Regions from separate parts of the Mus musculus genome. Here regions 1, 2, 4 and 5 are each linked to region 3. A link is a contact called in public Micro-C and promoter capture Hi-C data. All regions are on one chromosome and are shown on one strand. The core of a region is the stretch at or near the end of the contact, and the rest is flanking DNA. Distances in the headings are between cores, read along the strand shown.

Region 1 (2,700 bases), core at 72-2,571, 340 kb after region 3:
ATCATGTTTAGGTATTATTATGATTTGCTTAATGTTTTCACTTGGAAATTGATAAGAAGATATGATTGTGTGTCAAGTTGGCAAGGGGTGGACTTGTATGGCAATTCTGGGTTGTCAACTTGACTACATTTGAAATTAATTAAAACCTCACTCCCGGTACCAACTCATCTTAGGGTTTTTATTGCTGTGACAAAACACCGTGAGTAAAGAGCAAGTTGGGTAGGAAAGGCTTTATTTTGCTTACATTTCCATATGGTGGTCCATCAATGAGGGAAGCCAGGACTCAAATAGGGCAGGAACCTGGATGCAGGAGCTGCTGCAAAGGCCATGGAGGATGCTGCTTACTGGCTTGTTCAGCCTGCTTTCTTAATGAACCCAGGACCAGCAGCCCAGGGTTGGCCCCACCCACAATGGAATGGGCCCTGCAACGTCAATCATAAATTAGGAAAATGCTCTTCAGGCTTGCCTACAGCACAACCATTTTCTCAATTGGAGATCCCTCTTTTCAGATTATTCTAGCTTGTGTCAAGTTGACATAAAATTAGCCAGGCTAGCAGTCATAGGCAGGGGAACTTAGAAATGAGCTATGGCAAGGATCCAGGGAGGCAAGACTGGGAAAGATTCGTCTTTTCTTGCTTTGTAAAATGGCCTCCTGCCAGCCTCCCAGCATCCTACTGGGGTATATTTTCTACCTTCATTTGGGCTTTCTGAAGCCACGGAAAGACAAAGTTACCTCAAGTGCCTGGATCAAGGAGTCTCATGTAATGCTTTGCTGCTGCTGCTGCAGCCACCACCACCACCATCCACTGCCAGGATTCCTGGGGTGTCTGCATGTGAAATTTTTCTTTTATACCAAAGTTGGGGCCTTCTGACTTCAACTTGTCCACAGTGACTTGGATCTGCCATCATTAAGCAAATAAGAACAGGACTCTGTATGGCAGGCTCTGTTTTCTTGGCTGTGGGGAAACAAACAAACAAAAAATACCAGTTTGCTGACCACACCAGAAGAAATCCTACATCTGGATAAGCACACCCATAACTCATAAGTGTGTTGAGTTTGGAGGAATGGTTTGAGGCCAAAAACATTTCTCTGCTTCTGGAGAAAACGCTCCTGCAATGCTCCTTTAAAGCCAAACTTCCTTGCCTCCTTTCCTAAGGCCAGGTAGGAGGTGGTCAGGAAGCCTCAACCTTAGAACCAAGGCCACATCCCCAAACTGTGCTCCCGCCGTTCGGTCCTCCCAGCGCAGGGGGTGCTGTGGAGCGGCAGGCATGGTGGACCCGGCCTGATTCCTGATCCTACTCAGCCACTGTTGTTAGTGACGGAGTAAAGCCGGAAGCAGTGGGAACGAGGAGGGGCGGAGCTGCCACAGGCTGGGCAGGGCAGTCTCCCAGCAGAGGATCGGGGCGTGTCCCGGTTAGAAGTCATGCTTGGAAGGTCTGGCTACCGGGCACTGCCCTTAGGGGATTTTGATCGTTTCCAGCAGTCGAGCTTCGGCTTTCTGGGTTCGCAGAAGGGCTGCTTGTCCCCAGAGCCGGGCAGCGTGGGGCCGGGGGCCGGTGAGTGGCTACCCAGCACCGCGGACAGAGGGGCACCCCAAGACCTGTACTCTCTGCCTCTAGGAGGAAGGAGAGTGAAGGGGATAGGATATGAAGTGGGTGCCAGACAAGGTGTGGGGATGCTACCACCGATTTGTTCTCCCTACGGCACCAGCTGTAGCTTTGGAAGCCGCGCAGCCCCATCTTCCCTAATCTTAGCCCATCCCGTTACTATTTCCAGGATAGCCCATCATGCATAGAAAGAAAACAGAGCCCTAGGCAGAGGGAGCCATAACCCACAAGGCATTTGTAGAGAAATGGAAAAAGAGTCGCCCTAGGGTAGCAGCGCAGGGAGCAGGAGTCTCCTGTGTCCTGGTGAAGATGCACAGAACAGAAAGCTGGGCCTGCAAGCTGCCTGGCTTGTTTGCTTTGGCTTCCTCTCTCCAAAGCCTGACTGTCCTTGGAGTATTCTGGTCCTCTGTGGTTCTCCTGTATTGACGGTGCATTGAAAGCTTTGGCAATGCTGAACGAATCCTCCATTTTCTGCCCCGTTCTTTTTTGTTGTTGTTGTTTTTGTTTGTTTGTGGTTTTTTTTTTTTTTTTTTTTTTTTTTTTTTTTTTGAGACAGGGTTTCTCTGTATAGCCCTGGCTCTCCTGGAACTCACTTTGTAGACCAGGCTGGCCTTGAACTCAGAAATCTGCCTGCCTCTGCCTCCCAAGTGCTGCGATTAAAAGCGTGCACCACCACGCCCGGCTCTTCTGCCCGGTTCTTAGGATTCCTCCTTCCCTGAAGAGGTCAGGAATTAGTTTATGACTTAGACTGTCCTGCAGGCAGGGGCTTCTTGAAGGATAGAACAGACGTCTCTTGTCACCTTCCTGTCTAGGGCTGGGGAGGAGAGAACAGATAGCAAGCTCATCCCCAGATTCTGGGCCTGTTTGCTCAACACCCATTCAGGATTCTTAGTTCTTCCTGCCAAAAGGCTTGAATTGAAGTACACTATAGATATAGATAGATAGATAGATAGATATAGATATAGATATAGATATAGTTCTTTCAGGGCATTAAAGTGGGAATAAATACTAAACTAGCACTTTAGTCCCACTGTGACTGTTACTTGTGAGCATTAGTTTTATCCTTAGTAGCTGAAGCCTTTCCTCTGTAAT
Region 2 (2,700 bases), core at 110-2,609, 440 kb before region 3:
ATATATATGTATATGTAGATTACAATTTAAAAACATAAAGGAAAGAAAAATAGAAATGGCCACAAGTCCCAGGACTCCTAATCCCCTCTACTAACACTCCATTTTCGATGGCCCATCCCTGCCACGGTTCTCTCTCAGCAATGGAGAGCTGGTCCTATCTCTCCAAGTTCCCACAGACGCTAAACTAGCAACCCCAAGCAAAATCTCTCTGCCAACCGTGGCCCTGCCAGAATCATCTCCCTCTTTCACAGTCCTGATGGAGAAGACATAATGGGTAACGCACGGGTTGCACATTTCTCTAGACCATCCCTCCCACACACACCACAGACAGGCTGGGGTGGAGCAGCAGTGCTTCATGCCCACCTCTGAACTTTGTCCATTACCACACTGAGATGCCCTCTCTCGCCTCTGCCTCCTTCCAAATCCCACCTCCAGAAAGTCTCCTCCTGACAGCTGCTGCCTCTTGTCTCTGTCTCCAGCCCTGGCCTTTGCTGATCTCCTCAAGTCGGCCTTTAACAACCAATTATCAGTCCTAGTCTTACTTGACTCCCCCAGACTCCAGATCAGGAGAACCTCAAGGCAAGGACGGGGATTGGTTCTTACACATCTCCCCTCCTTCCTCGTGACTGACTGGTGCTAATGCTGGATGCGCTACATCCAGCACCCCCATCCCACTCCCCAAAGCCCTGGTGGTATCCGGGCCCTAGGCAGTGCACCCATCCCCCTCCTCCAAAAACCAGGCTGCTCAGACCCGCGGTACAAAGGTCGGCCTTCCAGGGATGAGTACAACTTGGGTCCACCTGCAGGTGCCTTTTGTGATACCACGGTCACTAGATTCCAGACGTTCCCATCCCCGGCCGCATGCGCCATCCCAAAAGGAGGAGGCCGGCTTCCAGGGAATGCCAGGTGGAACTCGGGGTTTGTGGGGTGGAGGGCCCAAAGCCCAGGCTCCATCCAAGGGCCTGACGTCACCCAAATCCCGGGCTCCCTCTGCGGGGACAGAGGAAAGAGGAAACAGGAATGGGGAGGAGGATTTAGGGGTGTACAAAGAGCGCTTACCACCCCAAGCAGGAAAGGTCACCTCGACTCCCCACCTCTCCAGAAGCTCGACCTACCCCCTCAAATGAAGAGGGACTCTTTGAAGGCAGAAAATTGGAGCCGCTGACACCTCTCCAACCCAGCTCGTAGCTTCCCCGCAGTGCCCTCCTTGGGTCTCCAGGCCCAGGACTCACCAGCCCCGACCGCTCGGCTGCAGAAAGGTAGTCGCGCTGCGCCGCGCTGAGCTGCGCTGCACCGGGCGATCAGGCGCGGAGCGGGCCGCGAGCGGCTCCCGGATTGGGGGCGGGGAGCGTGCGCGCGCGTCCGAGGCGGGCCCGCGCGCTCCCGTGCCGCCCTGCCTGCTGCAACCACTCTCGCGAGACTCCCACACTGCTCGTAAGGCTATTCCACGAGCGCTCGCGAGAAGCAAGGCACCGGCGCCTCCGCACCTTGCAGGAGCTGTCCGTGGTGCTAAATATTCGGCCGTTCCTCGTCCAGGTGCTAGGTGGGCACCTTGGGGACAAGAGCACAGTGAGTGCATAGAAAGGAGAAACATACAGTAGTGCCAGCAACTAGTGCCTTAACTTCCACATCTGCAAAGTGGGAAGAATAACCCCCATACCAATCGCAGGGACCTGTGGGATGTACCGGGAAAGAGGAAGAGACAGCTTGATGAGGGGCTGGAGAAATGGCTCAGTGGTTAAGTGTACTTGTTGTGCTCTTACAAAGGGTTGGGGTTTGATTCCTAGCACCCATATGGTAGTACCATAACCCCAGTTCCGGGGATCCAAATCCAGAGTGCTTGTCTCTGTGAGTTCAAAGGCAGCTTAATCTTCATAAGTTCCAGGACAGTTGGAGCTACATAGTGAGATCTCAGAGACAGACAGAGAGAGACAGAGAGAGCACAGGTGTGTGGGTTGATTCACATCAATATTCCTAGCCCTTCCAAGACACAGGCAATGGGGTCAGTGCAAGTTCAAAGCCAGTTTATCTACACAGCAAGTGGGGAAGTACTGGACTACCAGGATACACATGAGCTACTGTCTCAAAAAGGAAGGGAAATAAGGAATAGAAGAATAAGGAATAGCTCTGAAAAAAAAAAGACAAGAAAGAAGAAGAAGGAAAGAGATAATAATGTACAGATGTTAACAGCAAGAATGAGAAGGGACCAAGGTAAATGCTTACAAGTGCAGAATTAGTGTAGCTCCGAGACTCCTTGGCGACATGGGGCTGGGGTAGGAAGACAAGCTGCCATTGTGAGTGGTGTTTACATAGTAAAACCCTGTGGGTCCTCCACAGCCAAGGCCATCCCCTGCCCTGCCAACCAATGGCTTCGATCCCTCACCCACACCACCCTGGGCCTGGAAGAGGGCTTCAGTGGGTGGGATACACTGCAGGGATTCTTTGCCCAGACTAAGGGCCCATTGTGTGGCTCTAGCCTGCTGGCACTGGGGCCTCACTCCCACAGCTGGCATGGGAAGGGAGGGAGAGGAGAAGAGCAGACAAGAACAAGTGCAGAAGAGACCAGAAGGAGGCTGAGCTGGCCGAACAGGAAGCAGCAGAAGCTACCAGACCAGCCAGAAGGAAGAGTCCCAGCCTTCAAACAGAGACCAGATTCTCTTTTATTTTCAATTTCTTTTTATTTTTTATGATTATTTTGAT
Region 3 (2,700 bases), core at 108-2,607:
GCTATTGTACTCAGTTACTACCCGAGTTCTGTCCTAGAGTGGACTGTACAAGAATACAACTTTTGTTTTGTTTTGTTTTTCGAGACAGGGTTTCTCTGTGTAGCCCTGGCTGTCCTGGAACTCACTATGTAGACCAGGCTGGCCTCAAACTCAGAAATCTGCCTGACTCTGCCTCCTGAGTGCTGGGCTTAAAGGCGTGCGCCACCACGCCCGGCAAGAATACAACTTTTACACTTGTGTACACAGTAGCTATTATGAACTTTTTTTAAAAAAAAGATTTATTTATGTATTTTATACACTGTCACTGTCTTCAGACACACCAGAAGAGGGCACCGGATCCCATTATAGATGGCTGTGAGTCACCACTTGGTTGCTGGAAATTGAACTCAGGACCTCTGGAAGAGCACTCAGTGCTCTTAACTGCTGAGCCTTCTCTCCAGCCTGAACTTTATCTTTTAAAATTACATTTTTTTATTAGTGTGTGTGTGTGGTCAGTTTTGGGGAGTCAGTTCAATCCTTTCACCATTTGTTCCCGGGGAGGTCCTCAGGTTTGAATGCAAGTGCTTTTACCTGCTGAGCCATCTCACCCGTCCCTCAGCTTCACAGTTTTAAAGTTGGTTGTTTTTGGTTATTGTTTTCCTTAATTGTGGAACTTTCTGAGAAAAATCACTTCTCTCTTGAGTTTAGCTAACTCTAACTTTTGTGTAAACTCAATCCAATTTGATTGTGCATTAGTTTCTCAGCCATCTAAAACAGGCAGTGTCTCCACGAAAGTTCAGTGGAAATTCCCCTCCCCAAACTGATTCTACGAATGACTGTGTTATAAACCCCATTGTTGCATGTTCGCGGTGGGCCAGAAACCCGACTTAATCACTCCCCTTACGGACTCAACTTTTAGCGCCCTGGTGCGCTGCCACAAGGCAGGTTTCCTGGGAGAAAGGAGCAAGAAGCACAAGAGGCTGGCTACGTGGGAGAACTGCGTCTTCATCGGAAGGGCCGCGGGGCGCCTGTCCACTTAGGAACCCGTCCCCCTCGGAGAAGGCTCGCCCTCCGGCCTAGGACTCCTCCAAACCCGGGACAACCAACAGGCTTCACATATATCCCTGGAGAGCGCGGGAATCATCGGGCTATTGGCTGCTTTCGAAAATTCCACACTGAGTCTCCCTACCTCAGGTGGTGGTACAATTGTGTCTGACAGAAAGCTACAACCTACTGGCTTCTAGGACCTCAAACTGCTCGTGCTCGCACTCACGCCTCCTAGGACCCGGAAGCATTGCCACTAGCTGCTGGACGGCCATTTATAAGGGGCTGGGTCTCAGTGAAAACTATAGTCCCCAGAATGCAGCGCGGAGCTTCCGGTTTCCGGCAAGAGGACCAGAGTGAGTGTTTACACCGGCGGCTCGCTGCGGCCGGGTTCCTTCCGCGGGACGGGTGAGGGCGCTGGGCCCCCTCCCTGGGCGCGCGGGGCTCTCGTGGGTCCGGAGTAGCTAACTGGTCCCACGAGAGAGGTGGGGTTGTCAACATTGTCCCTACTCACGACTAGGTATCTGTGACCTTGGGCCAAGAGACTTCAGCTTTCTGAGTCTTTATTCCTGATCTGTAAAATAAGGACAATGATGCCAGTTTCAGGAGACAGTTGTGAGGATTGAAATCGGTATACAAAAACCTCCTTTCTCGCTTTAAACCTAAAGGTGGATAGTACCTTGAAGTCCGCTGGGTCGCACCACAGTTTTTTCTTAGCCTTGTCTTTACTGCAAGAGACCTCTTTGGCAGAAATAGTGTCTGTAACAAGGACTGGTCTTGCGGTACAAGGCTCTTGCACCCTTTGAATTTTTAGATTTATTTTGTGGGCATTCATATATGTCAGGCTGGGGACTGTGTTAGAAAAGCTCTAGTCTTGGCTTTCAAGAATGGGGGGGGTTTCACAAATATGAGGGACGCAATGAGAAGTTGAGAAGTAAATAAGTTGTACAAGGGAAAAAGCAGCAAAGAGAAGGTAGCTTTCTAAGTCTGGCATCTGGTAATGAAGCTGGCTGACTTGTCCTCAAATCTATTGATTTGTGTTGCTCTTTTGCCTTGAGGGAACAGGGAATGTGTGACCAAGAAGAGAGCATGGAACCGATGTGTTTGTGTGGGTCTTGGTAGGAGTTTGCTAAGAGGCCAAAAAGGGAAGAGAACTTATATGCAAAGACAGGAGGTGAGCAGAGTTACATATAGGGGACAACTTTGTTATGAAGTATACTTACGTGTGTTGTTATAAAGGGGCAGGGCTGGGTCTATTGAAGAAAGCTGGTAGGCGTCAGAATAAATGGGTTTGTAATCTGGCTGTGGAGTTAACACCCACCTGTTCATAGAAGTGCTTTGGGATTAATGGGGGCCTTCTAAGCAGTTAAGTTTGTTAGATCTGTGTTTTAACAATAAGACATTGGGTGGTGCTATAGATCTCTGATAAGGGCAGGCAAGAGAGACAAGGGCCCTCCTTAAAGTGTTGTTATAGCTAAATCAAAAGCTGGAGAAGAAAACCAGAAATGAGTGTGTAGAAGGGAGAGGGTTGGGTGATCTTGCTTGAACCTCACAACATTCCTATCCAACTGATTGGCCTTTTGTGTTTACTTTTTTTTTTTTTTTCTTTTGTTTTTTTGAGACAGGGTTTCTCTGTGTAGCCCTGGCTGTCCTGGAACTCACTTTGTAGATCAGGCT
Region 4 (2,700 bases), core at 167-2,666, 370 kb before region 3:
TCAACAACTGAGCTGTATTCCCCAGCTGAACAATAAACTGAGTTGTGTGTTTCTGGAAGTAAGCAATTCCAACAGCTGGGAATGGTAGTGTAAACCTGCAATTCCAGTACCTGGGAAACCAAAGCTCGGGGATTGTGAGTTTAAGGCCAGTCTGAGCTACATAGCGAGATTCTGCCTAAAAATAAAAGGAGTCCGGCAGATAGTTTGGGGTGGAATTCACAAGATAGCATAGGTTTTATCAAATCTGATTTTTTTTTTTTCCCAAAGCTCTGATCCCAAATGCTTCTTTTTCTCCTATGCAGCATTTTTTGTTCTTTTGTCCCTGGGTTTCGGCTGTACAATATTGACCTACCCTTTGACAATGTGTTAGCCATGGAACAGTCTCGCGATATTTGGCAGTTTCTACAAGGATCTGGAGCTTATTTCCAGCCAGACACAAGCACATCCCTTGGGGGCCAGAGTCAAGAGTCTTGACACAGCCTTGTACCCTGCCACATAGACTCAAGAGTGCACTTTCACCCTGCTTGCTGGTGTCCAATTTATTTTTGCTACTGCAGGACTTTCGTTCTTTTTTTTTTTTTTTTTTTTAAGACAAGGACTTATAGCCCAGGCTTGTCATGAACTCGGCCTCCACCTCCCTTGACCTGAGCTTACAGGTGTGCACCATCATTCCTAACTTCCCATTTTACCACCAAAAGAGGGAGGGAGAGAAGAGGAAAGAGAGAGAGGGAAAAGGAGAGGGAGGGAGGGAGGCCTTTTGCATGCCAGGCAAGAAGTCTATCTCTGGGCTATATAATTCCAGCCCCAAGGTTGTATTTAAGTGTGGAAATATGCCTAAAGAGAGCCAGCTGTGGTGTATGCCTTTAATCCCAGCACTTGGGAGGCAGAGGCAGGCAGATTTCTGAGTTCGAGGCCAGCCTGGTCTACAGAGTGAGTTCTAGGACAGCCAGGGGGCTACACAGAGAAAACCTGCCTCGGAAAAAAACAAAAAACAAACAAAAAAGAGCCAGCTGTTGCCAAGGTCTCGGACAGGCAAGAAACCAAAAACCGGTGGCATTTGTGTAGGATGCCGTGGGTAAATCCTGACCCTCCCAGGCCTGTTTTCTAGAGAAGAGCCCTGTAGCCCCTTCATATGAGCCCGACCCCTCCTGTATTGGTCTTAAAGGAGCCCCGGCTGCGGTGAAAGAGGCCTGCAACGCGACTTGGGTCGGCACAACCCGCTAGCCTACCATGTGTCATTTTACTTGACTACAGACTGAACTGACTTTCCTGCACATCCACAGGCTCAGACAGACTTCGGGTCTCAGAGTACCTGAAAGGCAAGACCTGGGCTGGCCAGTTCCTGACGGGTAGGGCGGAACCTTGATGCTCTCTCCGCAGCAGGCGGCCGGAAAGCGCCAAGGGAAACCCGCGCCTGCGCGCCGCCATCTTTCTAAAGGCGTGTTACGTCTTGTCATTCGTTCTTCCCCGCGCCGGTCTGGCCACTGGCGGAGCGGGGCGGGACCGGTCATGGCGACCGAGGAGTTCCGCGGGCATGCGGTGCGGATGTCCACCCAGGGGTCTCAGCCTGGCGCGGCTCCCGACAGCGTGGCAGGAACTGCGGGGCTGCCCTCCGGACAGAGCGGCGGCGCGGGCCTCCGGCTCGGGGAACGCCCGCCCCCCGCCATGGAGAAGCGGGGACCCTACTTGGTGACACGCGCACCTTCCATTCAGGCTAAGCTGAGTGAGTGCAGTGGGCTGCATAAGGGTCTCTGCCCGAGCGGGTTGCTGTGGCCTGGGGTTGGTCTCTAGAGCCCCGTGATCTTGTCCCCAGAGTGGAGGGGGTTTAGGTGCAGCCCTCTCCTGTCCCCGACAGTCCGAAAAGCAGCAGAATGGGGAAGACCTGGCTGACATAAGACCCTTTGACTTCCAGAGAAGCACCGGGACCATGCCAAGGCCGTTCTGCGGAGAAAGGGCATGCTGGGTGCCTTGACGAACCGACCCGATTCTTCAGGGAAAAGGTCTCACTGGGCTTTTTACTTCCTCTGTCAGCAGCGTTCAAAGGCCCTATCCCTTCCTGTTTGGGAATCAGGGCACTGTTTAAGGTTGAGCTAGCTAGCTTATTTGCTGGTATCTTAAGAATGGGAACTAGGAGGGATGGGGCTGGGTGGGAGAGTGAGAACTGGAACTACCTCTACTCTTTATTAAAAGACTGTGCAAAATAGAAAAGTCATAAAATAGACTTTGTAAAAGGGGAGTTGCATCAGTGCACAGATAGGATAGCATTAAAGGATGAGATGGTTGCTGGAGTCCCGGGAGTGAAGATGGAGAGCCCGTGCAGTATTTTTGGAGTTTTTTTTGTTTGTTTTTTAAAGGCAGAATGGTACCCTCTTAGAGCTGAATAAGACCTCACACAGCTGTTTATAGCTGAAACTCAAATGTGACTTGCCTGGGATCCCCAGGCTAAGGTGGAAAGATGCAGCTTTTTACCTGGTTCCTGAAATGGGGAGGTGGGCCTTTCCTAGGAGCTTTCAGTGCAGTAGAGTGGGCCAGAAAAGAATCCGAGAAGCCGGAGCCAACTGCATAGAACAGCAGTTCGTGGTGACTGTGACCGGGTAGAAGGAAAGTCTGGAATAGTCCACTCAGTTCTTTCTGCATAGGGATCAGGGCTCTGGCCTTCCCTGTGAAATGCCTCTGCTTTCTTCCCCGCCCCATCTCAGG
Region 5 (2,700 bases), core at 74-2,573, 290 kb after region 3:
AGGGAACAGTCTCTAGCTAATAAGCCTGGAGACAGTCCAAGGTTCTATACTTCCCTCTAGAGCCTTAAGACGCCTGAGTGCATCCCCTGTCTCTAGACATACAAATATATTAACACAGACTCCCTGCCCCAACTTGAGGGTCCTGTCAGTCTTGGAAGACCCTCTCCTACACCCTGTCTCTGAGATTAGCGGGTCCCTTCTTGCTTTTGCTCCTAAAGGAGGCACCTCCCTTCCCTGTTCCTCCCAGACAGCCACCCAACCCTGACTAGGCTGGATCGACCCTGTGGACTGAGGTTGTGGGGCCCTTCCACTGCTTACCTGCTGCTCTCTGACTTGCAGTGTGATGCTGTGGGGCTGCGAGCCGGTCTCCAGACTCAGGTGACAGTCTAAGGGAGCTTCTGGCATCTGTTGCTGTGGCGGTGGGGAGAAAGGGGGAGTGCATTGAAAGAACTCCCCTTGGCCCCAAAGTCCTACTTCAATTTTTTTCTTTCCTTATCTGTTCGCCCTACTTCTCCAGGATTGCAGGTTTGAGAGCGGTCGCGCGCCCCCGTGCTCGGCGGGAACGCGCACAGTCTCCCACCTCGTGCTGCGTTTACATTTGTTAAAGCCATAGAGATCCTCTACTCACCTCAGGCTGAGACCTGTCGGTCTCAAGGGGCTCCATACGCCCATAGCCCAAGGCTCCGCCCTTTCCAGCCCACCGTACCCCTAGCACCCATTTTCTACTTCTCCCCACATTTACACATTCGATGACATTGTCACTATTCCTCCTTATGTCTCCAAACCCCTCCCCAACACACACACACACACACACACACACACACACACATCTTCACATGACTTTCACAGGTTAGAACTACTCGTCAACATGTAATAATCGCGTCAACGCGCTAAGTTCTCCCTACTTTCACACACATTTTCACAAGCACACCTTCACTCAAACACTCACCGTTCTCTTTTGCGCGCACACAAATATCCACGCTCACTCACCCTCACGCGCCCGTCCCGCCAGCGCCCGCGAGCTTCGCTTCTAATTGAATGCGAGCCGTTCTACGCCCCGCAACACGTGAGACAAACCATCTTTGAGGAATTTGGGAGAAAGAAAAGCATAGGACTGGAGGGGCGTGTCTTTGCCTTTAAACACTTTTTTCCCCCCTCTCCAAAGCAAGCAGTGGCGCAGAAAGACCTCCAGTGGGACCTGCTGAACTGCGCTGCCTGGCTCTCCCGGACCCTTTTCCTCCTGCCGCCTGCTAGCCTCCCCCTCCCCGAAGCTTCGTTCAACACGATGCATAATTGATAGTGTTAGCAGAACGCCTCACCCTCTCTGTCATATTTTGCCTGGATCTGGGCAGATACAAATCCTGGTTCCCCTCCACCCCCAATCACCGCCAGACTAATTCGCCAGATTAGTAGGCGCAGCCCTGCAGGGTGCGCGGAGAGGAGACGCCCACCTCCCCAGCCCATCGCAGACCCTGCTCAGCCTCTTGAGCCTGAACTCCACGCTCAGGTCTTTTGTGGCAAAACCAGCGCGTGCACTCCACTGCCCGTGGGCTACCTAGTGCTCACAGTGGAGTGGGTGTCTTCTGAGCTCCTAAAACATTAGGTTGAACTCACCCAAGTGTCTCACTCTGCCCTTGCTTGCTGCGGGCTAACAGGACACCAAGGTTGCCCACTAATAGTGGCTACAGGGACCAGGATAGTTACAAAAACCGTTTGCTCCTCTTGAGTGCTGTGGACTAGGGACTTACAACCCCTGAGCATTTCCTGCACCACCACCCCGCTCCTCAGTATCCTCTCAGCATCTCTAGCAAGCTGGCCATCAACCCCTGCATGCTCGCACCCCCCCCACACACACACACACTGTGAAAGCCTAGGCAGCAGCCACCGCCCTGCCATCTCACACCCTCATGTAACAGCTGGCCTCAGCAGACTCGGGACTCGCTGTTCTCTTTGGCAAACCCTGGACATTTCTTTTAGCGATGAGCAGGAGAATTTCAAGGGATGTCTAGGGATTTGACTAAAATGCATCATCTCACTCCCCCGCCTATGGCATCCCAGGAGACAGAGCTGCTAGCCAGAACTGGTAAGGGGGCATAGATTTTGAGAGATGTGTAGAGAGTCCCCTCCTTCTCTTTCATATACACTGTAATACTGGGGTGCTGGGGTCTCCCAGCCCTCATCAGAGTCAGTCTTCTGTCTTGGTTGGATGGCAGTGTGTTTGGGGCCTCTGCAGAGATCAATACCCCGATTTGAGTGTTAAGCATTTTAATGAGCTAGGGAGGGGGGCGCAGAGAGATGCAGGAAGAACGCTGCATCTAAAGGGACCACCCGGCAGGGTTTCTGAGGCTCCTTTGTAAATTAAATATGAACACACTGGTGTGTGCTCACTTTGGTCCCTCCCTCTTTCCTACTCCTGGCTACGGGCTGATGGGACCCCCACAAACTCAGCCAAGTTCGGAATCTAGAACTTCACACCTGCTCGGGCCTGGAAACCCCACAGACCGAACCAGGAGAGGGTGCTTGAGCGATCCAGGGAAGATGTCTTTGAGAAGGGAGAGGAGATGAGAACTCTGACTCCTCCCTGCCTGGAATCCTGTACGTCTGAGGCCGTCCAGCACAAGGCTCTAACCTGGGACAAGGCCTCAGAGATTTGGAATAGCCGCCCGATACCGACTTCTTTGTCTGCAAAGTAAGAGGAAT

The links. Promoter capture Hi-C pulls out the DNA fragments that hold promoters and counts their contacts. A called contact is a pair of places that touch in the nucleus more often than the background predicts.
Region 1: a promoter capture Hi-C map of erythroid cells shows a contact between it and region 3, with 11 times the contacts expected there. The contact joins the promoter of Stoml1 here to the promoter of Ubl7 in region 3. A contact is called at or near these places in 10 of 39 promoter capture datasets (the C10 cell line, cranial neural crest, embryonic stem cells and 5 more), 1 of 484 Hi-C or Micro-C datasets (pre-megakaryocyte-erythroid progenitors), 8 of 115 datasets of contacts at active chromatin or transcription factors (the 230-238 cell line, the SCID.adh cell line, bone marrow-derived macrophages and 5 more) and 2 of 9 other capture datasets (adipose tissue and liver).
Region 2: a Micro-C map of embryonic stem cells shows a contact between it and region 3, with 4 times the contacts expected there. The contact joins the promoter of Scamp5 here to the promoter of Ubl7 in region 3. A contact is called at or near these places in 2 of 39 promoter capture datasets (cranial neural crest and liver), 1 of 484 Hi-C or Micro-C datasets (embryonic stem cells) and 1 of 9 other capture datasets (liver).
Region 4: a contact with region 3 is called in a Micro-C map of embryonic stem cells, with 6 times the contacts expected there. The contact joins the promoter of Fam219b here to the promoter of Ubl7 in region 3. A contact is called at or near these places in 4 of 39 promoter capture datasets (the C10 cell line, cranial neural crest and pre-B cells), 3 of 484 Hi-C or Micro-C datasets (embryonic stem cells, regulatory T cells and rod photoreceptor), 1 of 115 datasets of contacts at active chromatin or transcription factors (large pre-B cells) and 1 of 9 other capture datasets (liver).
Region 5: a promoter capture Hi-C map of embryonic stem cells shows a contact between it and region 3, with 2.3 times the contacts expected there. The contact joins the promoter of Islr2 here to the promoter of Ubl7 in region 3. A contact is called at or near these places in 8 of 39 promoter capture datasets (the 3T3-L1 cell line, the SN4741 cell line, cranial neural crest and 4 more), 1 of 15 datasets of contacts at CTCF or cohesin (the NIH/3T3 cell line), 7 of 484 Hi-C or Micro-C datasets (CD8 T cells, the HPC-7 cell line, embryonic stem cells and 2 more), 7 of 115 datasets of contacts at active chromatin or transcription factors (the SCID.adh cell line, astrocytes, embryonic stem cells and 2 more) and 3 of 9 other capture datasets (adipose tissue, embryonic stem cells and pancreatic islet).

What each region holds. Positions count from the first base shown.
Region 1 is chr9:58,251,843-58,254,542 of GRCm38.p6, forward strand. Stoml1 (stomatin-like 1) reads left to right here and starts at 1,322. Exons shown (of 7, transcript NM_026942.3): 1 at 1,322-1,557. The coding sequence starts at 1,425.
Region 2 is chr9:57,466,701-57,469,400 of GRCm38.p6, forward strand. It overlaps Scamp5 (secretory carrier membrane protein 5), which reads right to left and starts at 1,360. Exons shown (of 7, transcript NM_020270.3): 1 at 1,233-1,360.
Region 3 is chr9:57,909,629-57,912,328 of GRCm38.p6, forward strand. Ubl7 (ubiquitin-like 7 (bone marrow stromal cell-derived)) reads left to right here and starts at 1,358. Exons shown (of 11, transcript NM_001122873.1): 1 at 1,358-1,431.
Region 4 is chr9:57,536,112-57,538,811 of GRCm38.p6, forward strand. Fam219b (family with sequence similarity 219, member B) reads left to right here and starts at 1,417. Exons shown (of 5, transcript NM_001166364.1): 1 at 1,417-1,723; 2 at 1,913-2,000; 3 at 2,700. The coding sequence starts at 1,510.
Region 5 is chr9:58,200,962-58,203,661 of GRCm38.p6, forward strand. Islr2 (immunoglobulin superfamily containing leucine-rich repeat 2) reads right to left here and starts at 1,324. Exons shown (of 3, transcript NM_177193.5): 1 at 991-1,324; 2 at 319-411. It also overlaps the pseudogene 1600029O15Rik.